Linked DNA regions of Mus musculus: all the other regions are linked to region 1. Evidence: chromatin contacts called from public Hi-C and promoter capture Hi-C data. All regions are on one chromosome and are shown on one strand. The core of a region is the stretch at or near the end of the contact, and the rest is flanking DNA. Distances in the headings are between cores, read along the strand shown. Region 1 holds the start of Ghitm (growth hormone inducible transmembrane protein). Region 2 holds the start of Mapk8 (mitogen-activated protein kinase 8). Region 3 holds the start of Sh2d4b (SH2 domain containing 4B). Region 4 holds the start of Tspan14 (tetraspanin 14). Region 5 holds the start of Prxl2a (peroxiredoxin like 2A).

Region 1 (3,073 bases), core at 424-2,923:
AGCCATTGGTTCTTTGTGATGGAATTCTTCACAAGTGGAGAGGCCTTGGTGATGAAAGTGGGCTGGAAAACCCTGGAAGGTAGTGTCCGGAGACACACAAGCCTTGCAGCCAACATGGTGGGCGATACACCGGTTTACTAAGCAGATCTGAAATGCTAGTTAGAAAGGTAGAGGGGGGAAAAATTTAGTTAATTAAGAAGGAAACATAGTAGCCAAAATCAGAAGAAACTTAATTTAAATAGAAGAAAAAAATCAGAACAGTGGCCTCATTAATTTTTAATGCTGTATCCTTCCCTTGTTCCTTCTGACTCAACAAATCTAGTTTAGAATGGGCAGCCAATGATATAAATCCAAGTTTGACCAGATATATGTAATACAGAATCAATGTTATTATGTTGACACAATCACAGATTTTACAAACATAGCTTGGCCTGATATTTACTCCATCATTCAATGAGTAAAAGTAAAAGAATCTGTGTGACATTTCAGCACAAGAAAAACATCATCCAGAGAAAAGATAACTAAACCACTCGAGACTAAAAACCATGAACAAAAGCCAGGCATGCAAATGTCTACCAAGTAGGTCAGATGTTACTTCCCTTTAAGATACGACAGATACATTCAAATTAAATTATTCCACTACATAACATTCAATCAAAATAAACAAAATTGCCCTGCTAGGTTTCCCTGTTAAAACACCTTCTGGTATTCTTAATAGGGTAACCCCTGCCCCCAACATTCTAAAATTGAATTGTCTCAGTTCCAGTTAGACTATATCGATAAATAGTTAAGTACACGCCTTTCTGCGATGCTAAAGGCACATTTCTGGTCAATGAGTTGTGATGAATTTTAGGCAAGTGATTTGTATTTCCGCTTTCTCCCCATTTGTAAAATATTTAAATACAAGAAAACTTGGCCAAAATGGGACTTTGAAATCGCCCATGAATTACCCTAAAACTATAGGAATGTAAAGAAGTTTTAACTAGCACCTCCAAAGTTAAGAATTTCCGGAACTACGAAGTGCACACAGCTCTAGGCATCTGACCTTGCGGAAAAAACCCGGAGCCCTTTTGGTACTTTCATGCCATTACATCATCTCAACCTATGGCTTCAGCTTACTGACCCGAACAGAGCCTACCTAGTCTGCGTGGCCTTATGTCGTGGAACAGCCAAGAGGGTTATCTGCCATATATTTAAGTGCAGATTCTGGACGTCTGAAACCGGCTCCTGGGCTGGGTCTCTACGAACTAGTGGCGACCCTTCCTAACGCTTCCTTGAGCTTGAGTGTTCGGATGCGCCCGGTCCTCCCCTCTCACCGCTAGCCCGCTGCCTCCGCGTCCACGCACCACCCCCACGGCACCCGATCGCCGACAGCTAGGGCCCCCGCGCGGGTCCCCGAGCGGCTGACTCAGCATCCCTCTGCCCAGGGAGATGAAGAGCGAGGACGAGCCCGGCCTTCCCGCCCCGCCCGTAGCAGCCAGCCCAGATCCCGCTGTGCCGACGCCCGTCACAAGGACTGGAATTCTCAGGCCTCGCGAGGCAGTACCTCAGCTCCGGTCACCTCTACCACGGGGCTCCCTTCCGGGTCACCGAAACTCAGAGTGTGCGACCTCCCTCTGCCCGCTCCTCCGCAACCGCGCGACTCACAGCGTCACGCAATATCCGGACAAAAGGTAAATAGTACAAGCAGCCAATCGAGAGCAGGCTTCTAACGGAAGGGCGGGCGCAGTGGCGAAGGCGGGGCTTGGTTTGGAGACCGGACCAATGGAAGTTTGTGTTTCGAAAACGTCACAGTCAGCGTCCTTTCTGGGTCCGAGTAAGGAAGCCGACACTGGCAAACGCTTTGGGCATCTGCGTTGTGCGTTGTGCGCACTCGCTGCCAATAGGTGTGGGGGCGAAAAAGGGAGTTGGACTGGTTGGCAGCGCACTCCTTAAGTCCCACTTTTTGGGGAGGCAGGTAGATCGCTGTGAGCTCTAGGCCAGCTTAGAATTACTTTTGTTATTGGATTTAGGTTTAACAATGAATTTTCACATTTAAATTGGATTTTGTTCTATTTAAGAGTCATTCTTAAAACACGTTTTACGCCGAGAGTAATTAGTTTGGGTTAATCGTCTAGTCGCGTTGGCTGGCACGAAATTAACTAACCCTTAGAGGTATAATTTAGTCAGACTTTCGTTAACTGCTTAATTTTTATCACTGCTGGGGCTGTGGCTAGGCAGGGTGTCTTGAGCTATGTGAGAGGTACTTGACGCGCTCTCCTTTTCATTCATTATGCAAATGTTAAGGGATTTGATACTGGTTTAGTGAGTTCTGCATATATTAATTTACTTTGAATTAATTATAAGGCCAGGACCAAATCTTTTGTATTTATGGAATGACAGAACCCACCTAGGCATTTTCACTACTTTGCTTTAGCTATTATGCTACATGAACTCATGTATGAACATATCAATACACAAAATTAACTTGAGCATTTTAATAAAGTTTATGTTTTTATAACTTATGATCAATTTTTTTTTTGTATGTACTGAAAACTAAGCCTTAATTTTAGGAACTTTTAGAAGTTAGATGGATAGTTAAACAATCATTGGTTGAGTTTCTTGTTTTGGGCGTTTAGCCAGAAAATAACGCCAATGGTCTATATAGTAGTGAGTTTCAGAATGGCCAGAGTAAGACAGACCTAGTCTGCGGCAGGGGCTGGGGGTGGGGCATAGTGTCAAAATTGAATAACACATTTTTTCTAATTGCCATAAAAACATTCCTACCAAATGTGGCATTTTTTTTTTTTTTAAATTAGAGCCAACCTGCTTCTTGAGTGTACTACTGATGGTGAGATCTAGAGGGGTTTATTTCCGAGTTTTTCTTTCCTTTCCTTTCCTTTCCTTTCCTTTCCTTTCCTTTTCTCTTTTTTTTCTTTTTTCTTTTCTCTTCTTTCTTTCTTTCTTTTTCTTTTTTACCTTTTGACTTTTCAATGACATTTTTGTTTGTTTGTTGTCAAGCTTCAGGCTCCACTTGAGTAACAGAATACATACAAACCACTCTTCTTGTGAAGGTTTTTATTTATTTTATTTT
Region 2 (3,119 bases), core at 278-2,777, 3.7 Mb before region 1:
GTTTGGAGCATCTCTGACTTTTAAGTATGGCTACTCAACTTTTTATGACTATACACACAAGCCATAATCCTCTATTTTATTAACTATATAGAAAAAAATCAGGAATAGTTAACCTAGAAGTGAAAAAGTGATTCCAAACCCTTTGGTGGTCTTTAACAGGTAACATCCTCTATTAATTTATGATCTAGCCAACTGAGAGTGGTATGTGACACATCTGAAACTTCGTGGAGAATTTAAGGCTTTATTTTAAATTTTTGTCTATAAAAGTCTTTCAATCAACCCAATGAGTATGACTTCCATGCTTGGTGATGGGGAAATGATGCAAAATAGGCCTCTAAGTACCATTTTGATTACTTCGTCAGACACAGAAGTAAACCTTCCAAGTTTAACAGCCTCAATAAGAGAACTGAAGTAACCATTACCAATGATACGAAAATTGACAAGGGGGGGGTGGGATTTAAGAATAAAGGTAGTATATTTAAGCCAAACCTGGATATTCTTCCTAACACTATCCTTGGAAGTTCCAGTCAAATGAGCCAAATACCTTACTTAACATACATCCCTTACATAATCGTCTCATTTAAAGGCACATCTATTCTGTTCCATACTACCCTAATTTTTAAGGGTCTTTCTCTTGGCCTTCACATCTTCTCCACCTGGATACAGCACTAACTGTTGCCAAATGAATGAATGAAATAAACATGTTCTAACTGACCAGGTACTTGGTGGAAGCTGATCTCAAAACACAATAGACCGGCAGACCAGAATTCTACTGAAAAGATCACTTAATTTCAGAAGTAAAAATAGAAACTACCGGACACTGTGCAGTCAACATGATATTAAATTCCCGGTGGGATGGGAAACTTTCGGGAATAACAATGTAATGCGTTCCTTACGGTACTTTACAATGGACTTGGTTCTACCTTGTCTGGACTAGGAACCCAAGCGCAAGACAAAGGGACAGCGGCGGGGGAAAGTCAAAAGGTCAGCGGCAGGCGCCCCTCTCAAGGCGCGGCCCGCAGGCCGGCGCGCTCGCGGCCACCCGGCTCTTCTCGGCGTCGCGGCACTCACGTCCGCACAAAGAAACCGCCCACAGTCAAAACACGCTCCCCGTGGGTGCGGGAGACGTATGCACGGTCGCGTCGGCCCGACCTCCGCGGGAGCACCTCCGAACTTGCCGCCCACCCGCTCCATTTCCCCCCGCGCGACGTGGAAGCCGGCCGGAGCGGTGAAGCCAGGTCGCGCGGAGTGGACCACGCCCCCCGCTGCCCCCGCCGCCCGCGCTATTGTTCCCGCGCCGCCCCCGCCCCGCGCGCGTTCCCGGGAGGGGGTCACGGCCGGGGAAAAGCGGCGGCCGCCCGAGCCGCGGCGCCCGCGCACTCACCCGGCAGTGCAGCCAACGGCGACCTGGAAGCCCGTAGCGGAGAACGGCGCCGTCCTGCGGTGGCCGCGGCCGCTACTCAATCCTGTTCGCGGCTCCGCGTTTCGGCCGCAACGTCCGGCCTCGGCCGCTCCGCTGACTAACAGAGACGCGGGCCGTCAACGCGCACGCCCGCCCACGTCATCGCGCAGGGCCCCGCCTCCGCGCCGGCGAGCGGCCTAGGGGCGGGCCAGCCCCGGGGGCCCGGATTACGAGGGCGTGGCCCCGCGACTTGGGCGTGGCTACACTGGGGGGCGGGCTGCAGTAGCGGAGGTTTTCCCCTGAGGGCGGGGCCGCGAGCAGCGTCTGGGCGGCCGCGTGTGAGGGGCGGGGCCGGGAGCAGCAGGGGGCGGGTCTGCGATGGCACGTGGCGGCGCGTGGCGGCGAAACACCAGTCATAGCTTAAGCCTGCATGGTTGCTAGCCTCGCGGGGAGGAGGGGTTAGTGTTTGAAGGTCAGGCACGCGTGCCAGGGCACACACCTGAACCACGGAGAGTCCTGGTTTGACAGATACTCTTCAAGGGCCTACCACCCACCAAGGAGTAGATGTTCTCTAGCTCCCTGGAAGAAGTTACCTCCTTTTACCCCCCAAACCCTCCTGCTCCAGATTTTTTGCCTTACCTGATTTACCTGCAAGTCCTTGCGGCTCTCGCAAATATTAACTATTCACGGATAAACTGACGAGCCTCGACAATGGATGGAAAGGTATTTAAATCACTATCATTCATGAGGCAAAATATATTTAGCACTTTAAAGAGTTCAAAGGCATTCTCGCCAACAACGGAGAATATCACTAAGAGAAAGAAGCAACACATACATATAGAATGATTCTACGTTTATATAAAATATATTACATGCACAGTATATTAAACTTGGAAAAAAAGTATGACAATTGCTTTGACAGTAGGAAATAAAGGGCAGTCTCTCTTACACCTGTGTAGTATACTGTGATTTCCAAAATATACAAATATGTATTGAGTAAATTCAGGTAGACTGTTCCCATTACATGTTAAAATGGTCTTTCTCCAGGGATGCTATCATGAAGCAAATGTGAGCACTCATTCATTTATTCTCCCCCCATTTTATCTCTCAGCAATTTTTTAATTTTAATTTCTTATTTCTCCAGTAAATATTTTATTGCTTGCCTATTCTCTTAAAGGCAGTGTACTAGCACTAGCAATAAGTAGAACTTATAGAGAATTCTTGTGGTATCAAGATAATAAACTATACACCAAATCAAATCGACACTAAAATGCAAATTAAGGACACATCCAACTATGAAAGGAACCAATGTATTAATAAGGCCAGGAAAGCCTTCTCTAAGGAGCTGCCTCCTAATTTGAGAACAGGTTTGACCAGGGATTATGTCCGAGTTAACTTGATGTGCGAACAAGGAGTTCCAGAACGGGGTAGACTGGGAAAACTGAAGACAGGCCAGCTCTATTGGGACACCAAAGAAGACATTGCAAAATGAGAAGACTGATAAAAACAAAATCCTGTGTTGGAGGTGTTTTTATTACAGGTGTAATGGGAAGGCCCTGGTATGTCTTCAGCAGTGGAGAGCATGATTGTACTGACATCTTGACAAAAAACAAACAAACAAACCTCTTATCACAGAATGCTTTTCTTGATCTCTCAAGGTGGGCCTCTTCTCCCTCTACAATTCTTACTAAAAACTTTCTTCTCTTCCAGAGTATGT
Region 3 (2,720 bases), core at 124-2,623, 3.8 Mb after region 1:
AATCATAAAACAGATAGCGACATTCCTCCACCCACCCACTTCCTGGGTTCAAAGAGTGCTCATTCAAAGAAAGTCACCCTGACCATTACCAGAACCTGCAATGCAAATGTGCTATAGTTAGGGGCTCTTAGAAGCTGTCTTGAGAGTTAACAATTACCAGGTATTCCTTGTGACTCTTAACTGGTATCTTTGGTATCTTCCAACAACGCCCTCCCCACTTCCTTGAGTTGTGGTTTCTTCCTTTAAATACCCCCTTACCCAGCTACTCGGGCCGCCGTGGTCCTCTACCCCTGCGTGGTGTATGACTGTGGGCCGGAGAGCGCTCTTGAATAAAAATCCTCTTGCAGTTTGCAACAAGACCGTTTCTTGTGGGGGATTTTGGGGTGTCGCCTCTCCTGAGTCAGAACGTGGGAGAGTCCTCACTTTGTGGGTCTTTCAAGGGTAGAGAATATGCCCTTGGTCTGGGCATATACCTTACTAGTAGAGTACACAAAGCCTCAGACTCAATTCCCAGAATCAGAAAAAGAAAGAAGACAATGGTCTCTGTTATGCACCATGCAATTGTCAAGCATCAGATTCCACAGCGCCTTCTTTGAAGTGAGGAAGTCTACACTTCCCCAGCCCATCTGAGTCCTGCATAGTCCCTGCCACATTCTTCTATAATCCTGGTTGGAAACCCAAGCTAGTGGGACTAAAGGCCCCAGCACAAGGCTTCCAAATCCCCAGTCTTTATCACACTAGTGCCCATACGAAAGGAGAACCCAGCCTTGACTCGTTAACTTTCTCATTATTAGTTAAGATTTGGTGACCCGCCCCCCACCCCCACCCCCAAGCCACATACCTCTCTTGACCTTTGCGGGCCTCAGGCCCTCTGCCTGAGCCAGGGCATCCCACGCCTCCCGTTCCCTCCATCGCCGCAGCTGCTCCTCTCGCATCTTATAGAAGAGGATGTGCTTCTGCACATCGCTGAGCTCGGCCAACAGCTCCGGGTCGATGTACATGTCCTGCAGGATCTGCTGCAGCATGATGCTGTGGGGGACGCACACCGGAGTGCAGCCAGTCAGAACTCCAAGGCTACACAAGATCCCTGGGCCAGGCCAGCGCCTTGAGCCAATTCTGCCCTAGCTCCTCACTTTGGAGTCACTCCAGATGACCTCTCCTTGGACAGCATCTTTGTCCTGTCTCAGCTCCCAGCCAATGATGGATTCATATCGGCCAGGACAGCATTATTCACCCAAGCAGCAAGAACCAAGGGGCTCTGAGAGGTAGCAGAGGCAGAGAGCTGTCTAGTCCTGGCTTCCTATTAAGATCACTTATCATTAAATTACCACATTTCAGCAGTGTTGTGGCTTCACCTGGGGTTTCTACAACAATAAGGCTCCAAACATCTGCTCAGACCCAAATCCACCTGGGTCGGGAGGTGTCGAGTGATCTGTTAGTGGAAGGTAACAATGACACCAGCTGTATCAGTGACACTGGCCCGGCCAGCTGAGAACTGATCCCTCCCCTGCAGATAAGAGGGGGTGGGGAAGAAGTTGTTTGCCTACTAATTCCATGTCTTTTGAGCCAATGTCAGAGGCCTATGCAACTTTCAAAAGCTTCTGGGACCCCAGGTGCCACAACTGTATCTGCTTCACCATGAGCAACCTTCCTCATTTCAGGGCACCTGGAAGATAATGTTATTACTTCTTAAAGTGCCTTGGGGAGGAAATGCCTTCCCTCCTATCTGTTTTGGATTCAAACTGGCGAACAAAATGGAATCAGTAGAAGAAATGTAGGGGTTATTACCTTACCACAGTGCTCATGACCATAAAGATGACATCATTTCCTTTCCCTAGAGCAGACTTTTAAACTCTGCATGTGCTTAAAGACAGGCCTCCCCAGTGGGCCATTTGGGAGGTTGTTGTTGATATCTTTGTTGTCCAAGTCCTTGCTAGTCTGCTTTAATACAAATGTCCAGGCTTCTGCTTTGAGGTGGGTAGGAGCTGCTCTTGCTGAGACCCGAGGCTCCCTTTCTAATAAGCTTGCTTGCAGAGCTGTTCATAGGTGTCCTTTTATCCAGACAGGAAAGCCCAGGAAGGTAGTGCATGCCTCGGGCTATGCAGCCAGTAGGCTGCCGCAGCAGCGCTCCACCCAGATTTCAAATTTGACATCCTCTTCGTAGTTTAAAGCTGCAACCCTATCCGGAGAAAACAGGCAAGATCTGGCACTGTGAGCAGGTTGGATTGGTGGTATCAGTTTCTCCACTTCCCTAGGGATGGAAGAGGGATCCGGAAACCAAGAGAAATGGTAGAGACCCGGAGTCTGAATCTGTCTCTCTCTGCAAGACTGACACAAAAGTAAGCAGAACCAAGCGGAGTCTCTCCAGTTAAGCCCACAGGGTCAAAAACGAATGTGGCAGCCAGACACCCTCCTCTCAGGCCAGTCCCTTTTCCTCTCTCAAGCCGGTTTTGGTCGGCGTTTTATCCCAGGCAATAGGGAAGCAAATTGGGACACTGGTGAACCAAAGGCAGGAAGGACATCTAGCCTCTGTGTCCCCAGATTCTTAAAAGAACAGGATAGAAGGCAGAGAAAACACTATTAAAAGCAGAGGAATGGTTCCAGGCCTTTGAAAGCAGTGGCGTCCTGGGATTTGTAAACGAATAGGAGAAATTACTCCATTAGTGCTACTGAGGCTCTGTTTGCGGGGGAGGAGCGCTCCCTAGCAATCCCAGGTCAGT
Region 4 (2,989 bases), core at 434-2,933, 3.8 Mb after region 1:
CTCAGCAGCTTTTTTTGGGGACAGCCACAAACCTCTGGAGGAGCAGTGGCTAAGAATGTTTGACTAAATGAAGCAACTAAGCCTAGATCAAGTGCATATCAATAACTACCACTGAGCACCTACTGTAGGCCCAGCACACAAGGCTTGCAGATGTGAGCCCAGAAAGTATGGGCTGTAGCCCAGAGCACCCCAGTCTCTGAAACACATTAGGTGATCCAAGAAGGAGACCCAGAAATGCAGAAAGGGATGCTATCAAGCCAGTCATCAACTAAAGGTGTATAACAAACACACAGTAAGGGTAAAATACATCTAGTGACATAGGTTTCCACCTCAAGAGACTGAGAAGAATCATGAATTCAAGGCAACCCTGGGTTACACAAGACCCTGACACCAAAAAAAAAAAAAAAAAAAAAAAAAAAAAAAGACTTGGGGACAGCTAAGGGAGGAGCCAGAGAGCAGAAGTCTGGGCTTCATTCTAAGGGTTTTAGGGCCCAGGAGGAGTTTTGAGAGAAAGGGTGTCTCCAGCAACCTCTGAGCTGTTAGAATGTGGGGCCCCAGATTTCCTTTCATAAATAAGGAAGCACTCAGCAGGCACCAACTTCTACTCAGAAGCCAAGGGGCTGTGTGGAAACTGTCCCTTGACAGCCACAACTGTGTAGGATTTGGCAGGCAACTGACCTAAATCCACCAGTCCGTTGGGGTGACCACCTAGAGAGCTGAGATCACACCTGCTACAGGCTCCAGCCCAGCGTCCTGCACACGCTGCCCAACACATCTCGATGTCCCAGAACACCAGTGTCCTGATACAGTCACCGTGGCTCTGCAACCAGCTCCGGGCAGGCACTGGCTGAAGACACTGAGTTCTGAGGATTCTGACTGCCTCTCACTGGAGACCAAGTTTCAGTCCTCCAGACAGGAGTTTCAGTGGTTCAGGGGCCGAAGTCCCCAAATGTGCACTCTGCCCACCCTCTGCACTGCACGCCCGGGAGGGAAGGGAATACAGGAGCTCCAACCTAGGCTGAGCCAGAATCACAACTTGGCCAAACCTCGGGCTAGGTCAGGGGTCGGGCTCTGCTCCCAAACACAGCCTTTAGCGACTAGCACCGAGAAGCCAGGATCGCCACCTCCTTAAACTCTTGCCGGACAGCGTGGGACCCCGCGACAGCGTGCACATTCAGGGTGGGTGGGGGCTGGGCGACCGTCCCCTCATCCGGGACCGGAGCTGAATAAAGAGCCTTCCGCTGGGTTCGCAGGTGAGGACCGACAGAGCCCAGGCAGCAGCCGGGAGCAGACACACCTTCCGGGTAGCCCGCCGCGCCTCCCACTCGATACAGCGCCCCAGTTCGGCTCAGCGGGGTCCCGGCCGCGGCCTCCAGAGCTCGCGGGCGGTCTCAGCAGACAAAGCCCGCGCCACCCGCGGGGCCGCCCCCGCCAGCCAAGGGAGTCCAGGGGCCGAGCAGGAACGCGGGGAGCAGCCGCTGTCCCGAGAGGACGCTCACGAGGGCCGGCCCGAGACAATAAAGACAGGCCCGACGCTTCAGCGAGGCCACGCGTTCTACTTACCCGGGCGCGGCAGCAGCGGCGGCAGCACGGCCCGGTTGGCCGAGGAAGTTAGAGCAAGTTCAGCAGCTCCGAGCGGGAGGGCGCGACTCGGGCCGTCCGAGCGGCGGGGGCGGGGCGCGGAGGGGCGGGGCCGCGGCGAAAAAAGAGGCGCCGCTTCCTCGCACCGCTCAGCCGCCCAGTGCGTCTGGCGCACCCAAGCCCCGCCCCCGCTCTTTGCTCCTCCCCATGCAGGAACCGCCCCATCTTTCGCTCCTCCCCCCCACCCAGGCCTGGCTCTCACCGCTCGCTCCGCCCCACTGTGCTATCAGCCCACATCCCACCGCTGATTGCCCCTCCCACATTGATCACCACGCCTTCTCTACGCCCCGCCTGTGTTCCGCCCCCGGGTCGCCGTGCTCCACCCCCTACCGTGCACCCCGCCCTACAAATGGTCATCCATAGGTAATGAGGCGGATCGCTGACCCGCCCCTTTGTCCGGCTCTGGGCGGTGCCCCAAACGGGATTTACCCGGTTCCGCCCTCTCTGTGGCTCCCGGACGCTGGCGAAGTCGATCGCTTGTGGCCGCAGAGTTGAGCGCTCGGCCAAGTTACGCCGCGCAAATGCTCCTCTGGTATTAGCTCTTAACCCGGCGGGAGCCGAGCCAGGGAGAAATGCGAGTTACAAGATGCCTGTGTCAAGGGATGCTCGAGGTGGCTGAGAGGTGGAAGAAGATTGGTGAAATGGCTGGTTTTAAGATGGAAGGCATTCCTGCCCAGCCTTGGGAGCCAGTGTGTGCGGGTAGTTTTCTAGAAACGGTGGTTGAGATTTCTTTACAGCTGAGCCGTAAACACTCGCTCCTTCCAGTCTCGGTGCTAAAAATACCAAGCTTCCTTTGGATGTCCTGCTGAGATTTGCTCATCACCTTTATGCTGAGGAGATGGCTGGGCTGATTCTTGGAAGTGGAAGGTCACAGGACAGGCAGATAGATTTACAGTGCTGTCCACACTGCTGTGATAAAAAGGCCGATCTCGTCCCAGCCTAGATCTGCTTGTCAATAGAGCAAAGCATAACCTTGTCCTGCTTGGTAAACTCGTGTAGATTTGCGGGAGCTGAGGGACAGATCTGCTCCTCTTGGGCTATACAAAAGTGGCATAAGACTGGGGCTATGTTTTTAACACACGCAGCCAACAGGTTAAGTTCATTGTAAAGAGAAAAAGAAAATCTGGAAATAGAATGTACCTTTCTGCTGCTAGTTGTGGTTATTTAACAATGGGGATGTAGCCTGTTTCTAGAATATGCCAGATAGCTCAAGGACCTCTCTGGCAAGGAAACCTGTCCATATTGTCACCTCTAACTAACCAAAATGCATGATTGGGTGTCTGATGTGTGGGCACCAGGTCTTGAATTATCCTGGGGAGTGCAGCAGCCTGAAACCTCTCCCTCCACA
Region 5 (2,760 bases), core at 213-2,712, 3.9 Mb after region 1:
AAGCTTGAAATGATCATTGCAATCCCAGCAATCAGGAGGCAGAGACAGGGGGACTGCAAATTCAAAGAAAGCCTCCGGGAAATTCAAAGCTACCCTGAACTACATAAGGCCCACCCCCTCAAGAAGAAAAGGGGAAAGAGGTGGGGTAGAGTGCTTTGTACCCCTTCAGGGACAACACAAAGGGTCTCAGGTAAATGCCATCCCTTATAAGGAAGGACACCAAGGAAAGGTCGGACGAGAAGAACCAAGTTGCATGAGCCTGGACCAGCCATGTTTCACATTAGCAAAATGGGAACAATTTCCTAATCACCTTCTACAGAGATGAATCACTGAAGATGCTATAAGCTCTTTGCAAAGACTGCCAGAGATGTTAAATTCTTACTTATTTCTGGATTACTCATTGATCACCCCAAATATTTGAAACAAAGGATTTTCTGATGAGTATCTTGTGAGGACCCAGATTCTATTAGCAGGGCTCCATGACAAGCAGGAGGATTTCTGGGTTTGGGGCCAGCCTGGTCTACAGAATGAGTTCCAGGATAGCCAGAGGTACACAGAGAAACCCTGTCTCGAAACAAAACATCCAATGAGTATTTTCTTTTCACATAAATCATTTACCAAGTTCCAAGACAAGAAATGTTGAAGTAAAAATAAAACCAAAAATCTAGGTAACAGGGCTGTGAAAACATTGGAGGCACGGTGGCAGCGAGACTCGGATTGTCACCTTCCCATGCAAACCCTGCCAGGTTGGACCTTAACTTTGCTCTCCCTTGGGCCATTTTCACCAACTCCAACAACCTAACAATTCGGAGGATGGGCTGTCCTGGAGCTCTGATTATCTCATTACCACACCTCAGCAGCGGTTTGAAATTTACAACGGAGCTTTCTAAGGCAAAGGTTTGTAACCCTTAGAAGAGAAGGAGGAGCAGGTATCTCAGAGACTTCCTCACAGGACACCCCAATACCGAAACTGGATAGCCACGGCCACCCCTGGCAGCCTTCAGCCTAGCCCATGTTGGGTGGATGCCCCTTCCTGAGAGGTGGGCAAACGTTTTTGTTTTTTTTTTTTTTTCCTTCAGTTCTCTGTCCCAACAATTCAAACATCTGGGTGGGCAAGAGTTTTTCTGTCCTCTGTCCCAACGATTCAGACTGCTGGGTGCCGCCAGCGCCATTCCGGGACAGGGGTCTCTGGGCCCCAAGCGTGGAGTCTGTCCTGATCGCTGTGGTGGGCTGAGGGCACATCGGAGAGCGGTACCTGGAGAGGATCGGGTCACATCCTCTATCCAGCATCTAGTCTCCGCGGTCCCTGGCCTGCCTCGATCCTCACCTGCGCCCCAAGGACCCCGCCTCCGTGGACCTCACTGGCCCCTGAGCTGCGCCAGCGGACGCAGGTGCCTCCTCGGTTGTAGTGCAGTTTTGAGGGCGGGTGAGACTAAGGTCTCCCCGCGCCTGCGCAGCTCAGCGCCTACGCCACCACGCCACTTTCACGTGACAGACACGCCCCCGCAGCTCCAGACTGGGGACTGGGTAGAACTGGGTCGCCTTCGGGCACTTCTTTGCTCGCTGATTTCCACGGAGCTAGTTTGGAACTAGCGTGGCTTTGTGGGGTAGATGTCCCAGCGTCCATCTTCACCCCCAAATGCTGGTTATTAGAATGAAGAAAACCAGCTGAGAACTGGCTCTAAGGATAATACCAGCTCCTCTAGCTTCTTTGAGCAACCCTGTGACAGGCTTGTCTTAATACTCTAACGTGGTTGGTTGCTTAATGTAGCTCAGACTGGTCTGGAATTGTTCATCCTCCTGCCACAGTTCCCCAGGGGCTGGGATCACAGGCGTGCACCGCCATGCCTGGCTTTTACCCATTTTTCTCACTCCTGTAATAAGTGTTCATTACTGTCGTATCAAAGCTGTAGTCAAAAGAAACAGGATTAACTCACAGAATAGTTAAAGGTGGGGGAGTGGGAGACAGTCAGAAAGAGATCACAGAGCAGTTTGCAAAGAAGTATTACAGCAGCCAGACAGGCACGCTGGTCAGAAGTGGTCATCTGTCCTGTGTGCATTGGGGGTATCCACCTGTGTGGGACTTGACACCTGGCCAGAGGACTAGGCTGTCCTAGTACATCTTTACCTTCCCCTCATGTTTCTCACTGTAAGAAGCAAGACTCTTGCTATGTAATAACAAATTCAAGAGACTAAGGAGGGTAAGACAGTTTTTATTTTACTATCTTGTAGAACTGTGTGTTACCCTAGACAAAAAGTTAAAAGGGGGTGGGGTGGGGGATGGGGATGGAGACCCCGCCCTGCTTTCCTGTTATGTAGGTAGTCAGGAGCTGCCCTAATTAGGGTTATTATTGTTATGATGAAATACCACGAGCAAAAACCAATTGGAGAGGAAAGGGCTTATTTGGCTTACACTTCCACATCATAGCCCATCTCTGAAGGAAGTAGGGTAGGAACTCAAACAGGGCAGAAACCTGGCAACAGAGCTGATAAACAGACTGTGGAAGGGTGCTGCTTGGTGGCTTGCCTACATTCTGATTTTATGAAGGCGTTTTCTCAGTCCCTCCTCTCCAGACTCCAGCTTGTGTCAGGTTGACATAAAATTAGCTATTCCAGCAGTCAACTAACTTTCCACCCTATGGTAAACAGAGACAAATACGCGTTATCTGACAGCTGGGAAAGAGCAGAGTCCTTGTGCCTCCTGATAGATCGGAATGATGTACTTCTGATACTCAGAACCTGGAGCTAGGCTGGTAGGCA

The links. Promoter capture Hi-C pulls out the DNA fragments that hold promoters and counts their contacts. Hi-C and Micro-C count contacts between places; a contact is called where the count stands out from the background.
Region 2: a Hi-C map of CD4 T cells shows a contact between it and region 1, with 5 times the contacts expected there. The contact joins the promoter of Mapk8 here to the promoter of Ghitm in region 1. A contact is called at or near these places in 2 of 484 Hi-C or Micro-C datasets (CD4 T cells and CD8 T cells).
Region 3: a contact with region 1 is called in a Hi-C map of LSK cells, with 4 times the contacts expected there. The contact joins the promoter of Sh2d4b here to the promoter of Ghitm in region 1. A contact is called at or near these places in 2 of 39 promoter capture datasets (cranial neural crest and pre-B cells) and 1 of 484 Hi-C or Micro-C datasets (LSK cells).
Region 4: a contact with region 1 is called in a promoter capture Hi-C map of pre-B cells. The contact joins the promoter of Tspan14 here to the promoter of Ghitm in region 1. A contact is called at or near these places in 2 of 39 promoter capture datasets (cranial neural crest and pre-B cells) and 4 of 484 Hi-C or Micro-C datasets (B cells, CD4 T cells and memory CD8 T cells).
Region 5: a contact with region 1 is called in a promoter capture Hi-C map of pre-B cells. The contact joins the promoter of Prxl2a here to the promoter of Ghitm in region 1. A contact is called at or near these places in 2 of 39 promoter capture datasets (cranial neural crest and pre-B cells) and 1 of 484 Hi-C or Micro-C datasets (CD4 T cells).

The regions. Positions count from the first base shown.
Region 1 is chr14:37,133,649-37,136,721 of GRCm38.p6, forward strand. It overlaps Ghitm (growth hormone inducible transmembrane protein), which reads right to left and starts at 1,674. Exons shown (of 9, transcript NM_078478.5): 1 at 1,547-1,674; 2 at 1-155. The coding sequence starts at 116.
Region 2 is chr14:33,445,631-33,448,749 of GRCm38.p6, forward strand. Mapk8 (mitogen-activated protein kinase 8) reads right to left here and starts at 1,528. Exons shown (of 12, transcript NM_001310454.1): 1 at 1,385-1,528.
Region 3 is chr14:40,891,941-40,894,660 of GRCm38.p6, forward strand. Sh2d4b (SH2 domain containing 4B) reads right to left here and starts at 1,374. Exons shown (of 8, transcript NM_177816.4): 1 at 842-1,374. The coding sequence starts at 1,025.
Region 4 is chr14:40,965,213-40,968,201 of GRCm38.p6, forward strand. It overlaps Tspan14 (tetraspanin 14), which reads right to left and starts at 1,684. Exons shown (of 9, transcript NM_145928.2): 1 at 1,564-1,684.
Region 5 is chr14:41,012,371-41,015,130 of GRCm38.p6, forward strand. It overlaps Prxl2a (peroxiredoxin like 2A), which reads right to left and starts at 1,463. Exons shown (of 6, transcript NM_027464.4): 1 at 1,328-1,463.